Linked DNA regions of Mus musculus: region 1 is linked to region 2. The links are chromatin contacts, called in public Micro-C maps. All regions are on one chromosome and are shown on one strand. Each heading gives the region's core, a stretch centred on a gene start, on an enhancer-like site or on the middle of the called end of the contact. The rest is flanking DNA. Distances are from core to core; before and after follow the strand shown.

Region 1 (3,499 bases), core at 943-3,442, 400 kb after region 2:
TGGAACTTCAGCATATTCCTGAAGCACCTGCCAGAGTATTTGCTCACAGATATCTATGATCCTCTTCTTGGATACCCAAAGATCACCTTCAGTCATGGTCATGCCAACCTTTCTAGGGTGGGTGTGCATTTTGTTTTTGAAGGTTATTCCTTTAATGTTCACTTTTTAATATAGTATATGCATGCACCCATACATGCATGCACATTGGATGAGGGTGCACATATTCTGATGTGTTCACACATATGTGTGCATGTGGAAGTCAGGGGCAATGTCTTATTTTTTGAGACAAGGACTTTGGGATTTTACTGAGTAGGCTACCACGCCCACATATGGCCTTACTAGAAAGAACCGCTTCACGGAGCTGTGTCCTTACAGAAGGGGCGTTTCTGCTCCTGATAGCATGTTTCCCTTGTTATCTAAACAGGTGTTTTGGACAAGAACTAAGTTAGAGACAAACGAGTTTCTTTCTCCATTTACCTGAGTACACTCAGTCATCTTACAAAGGTTAAGTAGAGCTATGACGATAGGTAAAACTCAGCCAAATGGTTCCTCTGTGGACCAGGTGCCTCTGAAAGCAGTTTCTGAACTGACTTAAAAAGTGAAAGCTCACAGCCTCACCACTCACCGTGTGGGAGGATGCAGAATCAGTTAGGGTCTGAGTGAGGGAGATCCCCCAAGAGCACAGGGATTGCCCACCCCCGCCTCCTCTTCTCCTCCCCTCCAACCCCCAGGCTCCAGCAGCCACCAGAGTAAACGGGGGAAGATGCCCCCTCCTGCTGCCTTCCTATAATTTACTAGCAGGAAAAAACACAAACTCTTGACCAATATTATTCCAGCTTTCCTGACTTCTCTTAAATTGCTGCTCTTTGTCCCCAAAGCAGTTTTACCAAAATTATTGCCCGGGAGAGCCTCGACCTTTGTCCCCTACATGCCAGATAATCATTTGGACACTGGAAAGAAGTTGCACTGTCTTCAAGAATCCAAAGTCGATAACCCCCTCTCCTGTGCTCCCTGGAGAAAAGCCAACCCAGGCATGCCAATGTAGTCGAACCCCACCCGCCCGAAGGCAGAGAACTCCCCAGCCATAATCTCCAACCACTGTGCCAACATATCTCAGTGACAACCGTGGAGGCAGGTGCATACGAAGCTTCTCCAAGTTGGCTTCTAGGAAAGTTTTCCTTTTTACCTAAGGCCAGATCATCTCTTAGCCCGCTCCTTAGGACAGGGACATAAATAAAGGCTTTCCCAGGATTTGCAAGGCAGCACTTGAAATCATGGTCCCCAAAGGTGGTGGGGTCTCTAAGTCATGAAGACTCCAGGGACCTAGTCTCCAGACCTTTGTCACTACCTTCTTAACACTGGCTGTATGACAGGAGATGGTGCACAGAGTCAGGCTTACCTGGCTGACGATGGTAGAGTGGGTCTCCACATAGCGCCAGTCACCGCTGCAGGACACCAGAGGCGCGGAGCGGTTGGGGAAGGCAGTGAGTGGGTCGCAGCTGAGCTCTGAGCTGGTATTAGTGGCTTCCAGCAGGTAGCGGTGGCAGTGGCCTTGGCCGCGGCGCTCAGCTGGGACGTGGAGCTCCGGTGTGGTGAGGTTCCACTCCTCCTCGGGGCTCCAGGCGCAGCGCTCGGCCAGCGCGGTGGCGCGCGGCCCGCGACACCAATAGTAGTCGGGCTGGCTGCCCAGGAAGACCACACCGACGAAGAGGAAGGCGAAGGTGACACCCGTCAGGCACAGCAGCAGGAACACGCGCCGCTGGAAGCGCCCGAACTCGCCCGCCTTCCTCAGTGCCTGGTCGAACGTGGGCATGGTGCGCCCTGCTACCCTGCGCCCTGTCGCTGCTGCCCGGCCTGAGAGTGACCCGCGGGCGCCGCCGCCCGTAGCTCTGCACCCGCCGCCCCCGCCTCGCTCGCTTGCTCGCCCTGGCAGCCCGCCCCGGGCTGCTCCTCCCGTTCCAAGCTCCCGGCCTCCTGCCCGTGCGCGCCCGGGACCGGAGTAAACCCGGAGAGCGGATTGGGGTGGTTTCACAGTAGTGTCACTGTGCACCAAGGGCCCTGACCTGTAGCCTGCCCTAAAGGGACACCCCAAGTCAGAGTTCACTGAGTTCCAGGATCACCCAGACTCGCTGGACTCAGGACTCTGAAGACTCCAGGAATAGCCTCCAGTACTCTTAGGCTGCAGGGGCCCAAGCCACTGTGCTCTCAAAGTGACAGTCAGCTAGCTCCAGGAACAGAGTTTCATACCTGCACCTGCACCTGCACCTGCGTCATCACATTCCTCCAGCTCCGGGTGGGATGATGGCGAAATAGCAGAGACAGACTGTTACAATGGGACAGAGGGACAGCCCACAGGGCTAAAAGATTTGCTTAGTCCCAAAGTTCAAAAGGAGAAGTCAAGTCAAAGTCCTTTGCATATCCCCGCATCCAGACTCTCCGGAAAACAGCGGTGCTTAGTTGGTTTGAATTCATCATCATAGTGTCTTCCTTGCTCCTCAAAAATCTACAGAGCCTATAGCATGTGTGGTCCCTATCGTTTGGCACAGCCGGTTCCCAATCAGCTGCCAGGTTGCAGAGCAACCTGTGATAGCGCGCTCTACATGCGGATTCTAATTTCTCCACCCCGCTCTTCTTCCGGTCCTCACCTCCTGCCATCGGCCACCCTTGGCTAACTCTCTCAAGGGATCCAGAGGGCTCAGATTTAGTCCCCTTCCCCACAGCAAGAATGCTAGAGCCAGGCTGCCTTGCTCCAGCATCTCTCACCCTTACTACTCGGGATGCTGAGAAACCTAACTGGCCAGCCCCAGTTTTTCCATCTTTTAAATAAGTCTAATAACACACCTACTTCATAGGGTCTCTGTGAAGACTAAATGGATTGGCAAGAGGAATAGTACCAGAAAAGTAGTCAGGGTTTCATTCAATAATCGTCACCACAGATGCTCTTTGCCACTGAGCAACCATGGGTGGGCCCAAGAACTGCCAAAACCATACAGCTTAAGACAGCCATCTCTCTCTACCTCTCCTCCGACACCCCCCCACACACACACACACGCATGCGTGTACACGCACAAACCACCTACTCCTCACTCACTGTGTTCTGAATCTGCATATCTCACACGCCCCTCTGGTCCTGTTTGTAACTGCCTGCTGAATCCCCAGCCTGGGTCTCCCCTCTCCAGCCCACCTCCTCCTCCTGAGCTGGCTTTTGGTACAAGCACATCCTGCCCGCCCCAGACTCAGAATCTCAGTGGCATTCCAGTACCCCTTTAATCCTAGTATCACCTGGGAAGTTCGGTGATACCCAACCCCCTTCCCTATACAAGCACATCCCCAGCTCCCCTTGTCTTAAAAGCCAAGCTAATCCCAGCTAATCCCTAACAGATTCACCTGCTCACTTGTTCACCTCAACTGTGCCGCCCCCTGCCCCCCCCCCATCTTACGTTTCATGTAGTGAGGAGCATGTGCTCTGGGCCTTCACCTCTATACAAAGGCGGTGCAC
Region 2 (3,735 bases), core at 242-2,741:
ATGGCACTACTGATAGCCACTTGTCCCTTCTGCCTCTGATCAGGGAGATGGCTTCTTTTGGTAGAGGGAAACTGGCTTCACAAGTTTCTGAAGAATGCGTTTGTTTGTTTGTTTGTTTGTTTTCCGTCTAACTGCCAGAATTTGGGGAAACAGTGATTCCTCTGAACCGGACAATACTCAGTCTTACCGTTCACAGGTGTCTTAGCTTGGGTTAATATCGCTGTGGTGAAACCAAAGCCACTTGGGGAAGAAAGGGTTTATTTGGCTTACCCATCCAAACCCCAGACCATTGAAGGAAGCCAGGCAGGAGCACAAACTAGGCAGGAACCTGGAGGCAGGCAGGAGCTGATGCAGAAGCCATGGAGGGGTGCTGCTTTCTGGCTTGCTCCACATGCCTTGCTCAGCCTGCTTCCTTATAGAACCCAGGACCACCAGCCCAGGGATGGCCCTGCTAACAGTGGAATGGGCCCTCCCTCATTGATGACTAAGTAAGAAAATGCCTTACATCTGGATCTCATGGAGGCATTCCCTTGATTGAGGCTCCCTCCTCTGAAATGACTATAGCTTGTGTCAAGTTGACATCAAACGAGCCAGCACATCCCAGATCTCTGCAGGGAGTGTCCTCCACTTGTGCCACCAAAAACCCTGGGGCTTTATTACCTTGTTGTTTTTTTGCTTGGTTTTGTCCATGCCACAAGTCCAGTGTCAGCCAGTCCTTTGGTCCCACCTAACCTGAGTCAGCAGGCTGTCTTCCCTGGCTGGATCACTGTGGTCAATTCTTGGCAATATCCATCAAACCTATCTTTAATAGGTCACTATTTACTAGAAGCTTGCCAGTGCTGCAGAAAATAATAATAATTAAAAATACTAAGCTAAGGAATGTGTCTTCATATTACAGAAAGGAGCCAAAGCAAGTGCCTGTGGGATAAAATTAAGCCACAGAATAGCCACAAAGAGTCTCTCAATAGATGCCTTATATTGCATGCCAATCACAGTCAGCCATGCTTCCTAAAATATGCTTCCTGAAACCCTTTGCATAAGTCAAAGTTAATATCAGTGCTGTTCCAGTGTACCCGAACAAACAGAAATTTACTTTCAAATGAGTTTTGGGCTTTAAGAGACTGAAGTCCCTTGTGTTGGAGGAGAGATCGAGAGTCTTCCTTTGAATAGCAGATAGAGAAGTTGGGGTATGTCCTTTTCTCTTTGGCTGTTTGTCTGCCACTGAGTATTTTGGATCAATCCTAGAGCCCCATATGTGTTAAGCAGCACTCTACAACCGAATTGCATCCCGTTACTTCCCCACCTCCCTTTACGATTTTTTTCTTTTTCTTCTAAAACAAAGTGAACATGGAAAGGGTCACAAATCTTAAGGGTACATAGGTCAGTTTGTTTCCCCTAAGGGAATAAATCCATATAGTAAGTGCTTGAAACGAGAAGTGGAATGTTACAGCACCTCCTGGGTCTGCTTTGTCCCCTCCCATCTGTCCTCTCCTGTACTTCCAAAGCAAAGCACTCGCCCATCCCTGACACCAGCTGTGAGCTATTCAGTGGAGCCATATGGCAGGTAGCTTTTTGTTTTTAAGTCAGAGTCTTTCTACATAGCCGTGGCTGTCCTAGAACTAACTATGTAGACCAGGCTGACCTCAAACTTAGTGAGATCCACCTGCCTCTGCCTACCAGCTGCTGGGACTAAAGCTATGCTCTTACCACACCCAGATGGAATTGGTTCCTAGCCTTTTTTTTTTTTTTTTTTTTTTTTTTGGCTTAAAAAATTACATGTGTGACATTCTTTCCTGTCGTTACACATAGCTGAGTTCCATTTGTTTCCATGACTGGATGATGTAGCATAGACATATCACAAGGTATTTGTTTATGTCTTCTGCTGTGCATGAGCGTCCAGCTGTTGGCTACCTCTACTCACCCTGTTCTGATGATTATCACACGTATTCTGATTCTCCCAGGCATGGGTTTCTTCTGGGTAGATGAGGCAAACGCTGTACCACCAGTGTCTTCAGTGTGCCTTCAGTGTTATTAAAACAGATTCCATGACTCTCCAAATAGATTAGGGTACTTCATCTCTCTGTCTCTGTCTCTGTCTCTGTCTGCCTTTCTGTCTGTTGTTTTCCTTTGTTGTTGTTTTGTTTTGTTCGAGACAGAGTCTCTCTATATTATGTATAGAACTCACCATGTAGACCAGGCTATTCTCCAACTCACAGAGCTAACACCTGCCTGTGACTTCTGAGGACTTGGATAGAAGGCATGGGCCATCACGCTTGGCCTGGCTATCCTTCTGTGCAGACTCTCTATCAACTGCTCTGTGGTCCCCGCCAGGCAAGTACGTTTCACCCATTGTTGAGCTGCCATTCTGATGGGTGCGTTCCTGTTGAAATTGACCATCTTGAATGTTTTTTCAGTTAGCTATTTCCTTCAGCAACATGCCTTTCCAAGAACCTCACATTATTTATGGAGTTGGCTTTTTCTTGTTTACTTGAAGGATGCTTAAATACCTTCTGGATAAGGGCTCTTAGTGACAAGTTTGTTCCTGGACTCTGCAGATCGCCTTGCGACTGTTGATGGCATCTTTTAGAAATCAAAACTTCTTCATTTGAAGGTAACTCAGTCTCTTGGTTTCTTTCCCTTCTTGAGTGAGTCCTGCTCAGGAAAATCTCTTCCTGAGGGTGATAAAGATAATGTCCCACTTTGTGTTCAAGTTGTCTTATTTTATCATTCACCTTTGGACTCCAACTACCTAGGAAGAATTTTTTGTACAATGTGAGGAGGGATGGTGTTTTATTTTTTCTGTGTGCTGATCAGCTGACTTGACACTGTTTACTTCTTTTTTTTTTTTTTTATTGACTCTTTCAATCTCTCTAAAGTGGTTCTCAACCTGTGGGTCTCAGCCCCGTTGGGGATCACTTGGCCGTTTCACAAGGGTCACATATCAGACATCCTGCATATAACATATTTACATTACAATTCCTAACAGTAGCAAAATTACAGTTATGAAGTAGCAACAAAAATAATTTTATAGTTGGGGGATCGCCACAACACGAGGAACTGTATTAAAGGGTCACAGCATCAGAAGGTTGAGAGCCTTGGCTATAGTGAGTGCCATGTGTGTGATAAATCAAATCCTTGCAAGTACCTGATTTGTATTTTTCATTCTGTATGATGATAATAATATATCTAAGACCATAACATAGATGTATTATGTTTCAAGTATGATGTAATTTAGTACTCATGTGAATATGGTGTTGCATATTATATAATCATAATTATTATGGAATTAGTCCAGCCTGTAGCTCATAATAATAATGAGCCAGCCCTCATTCTGCCATCCAGGTTCATCTTAAACATGACAGTCCTCCTTCCTCAGCCTGCTAAATGCCAGCGTCACCAGAGCTCTATAACACACACCCATCTCTGTTGGAGTCTGAAGCAGGTGAAATGCCCACCTTGTTTCTGGTTATCCTTGGCTCCTCACATTCCCACAGGAGTGTTAGAATCAGCCAGTGGACTTCATAATTTTCTTTTTAAATATAATGCTTGAAAACTATAGCCCAGTTTTATAAAGATTCATATCTTTATATAAATATTTGAATGTGTGTTATTCTGTGATATTTCCCCACTTATGCACATGTTGTTTAATTTTTCTTAGTGGTATTTTACCATTTTCTTCTTATCAGTCAGACGCCCCTTTCAGTGGATTCATCCTCTGCCCCAGAGGCTTCGATG

What was found. A called contact is a pair of places that touch in the nucleus more often than the background predicts.
Region 1: a Micro-C map of embryonic stem cells shows a contact between it and region 2, with 2.2 times the contacts expected there. The contact joins the promoter of Slc22a3 here to the enhancer-like site in region 2. A contact is called at or near these places in 1 of 39 promoter capture datasets (stem cell-derived epiblast-like cells) and 1 of 484 Hi-C or Micro-C datasets (embryonic stem cells).

Annotation. Positions count from the first base shown.
Region 1 is chr17:12,505,512-12,509,010 of GRCm38.p6, forward strand. Slc22a3 (solute carrier family 22 (organic cation transporter), member 3) reads right to left here and starts at 2,193. Exons shown (of 11, transcript NM_011395.2): 1 at 1,400-2,193. The coding sequence starts at 1,813.
Region 2 is chr17:12,104,945-12,108,679 of GRCm38.p6, forward strand. No RefSeq gene overlaps it. Among named protein-coding and RNA genes, the nearest start is that of Agpat4, 12 kb to the right of the region's middle. Within about 2 kb of position 1,492, at least 5 of the 459 cell types and tissues checked have an H3K27ac peak or open chromatin away from gene starts, as enhancers often do. A contact at or near this core is called in embryonic stem cells, where this site is marked.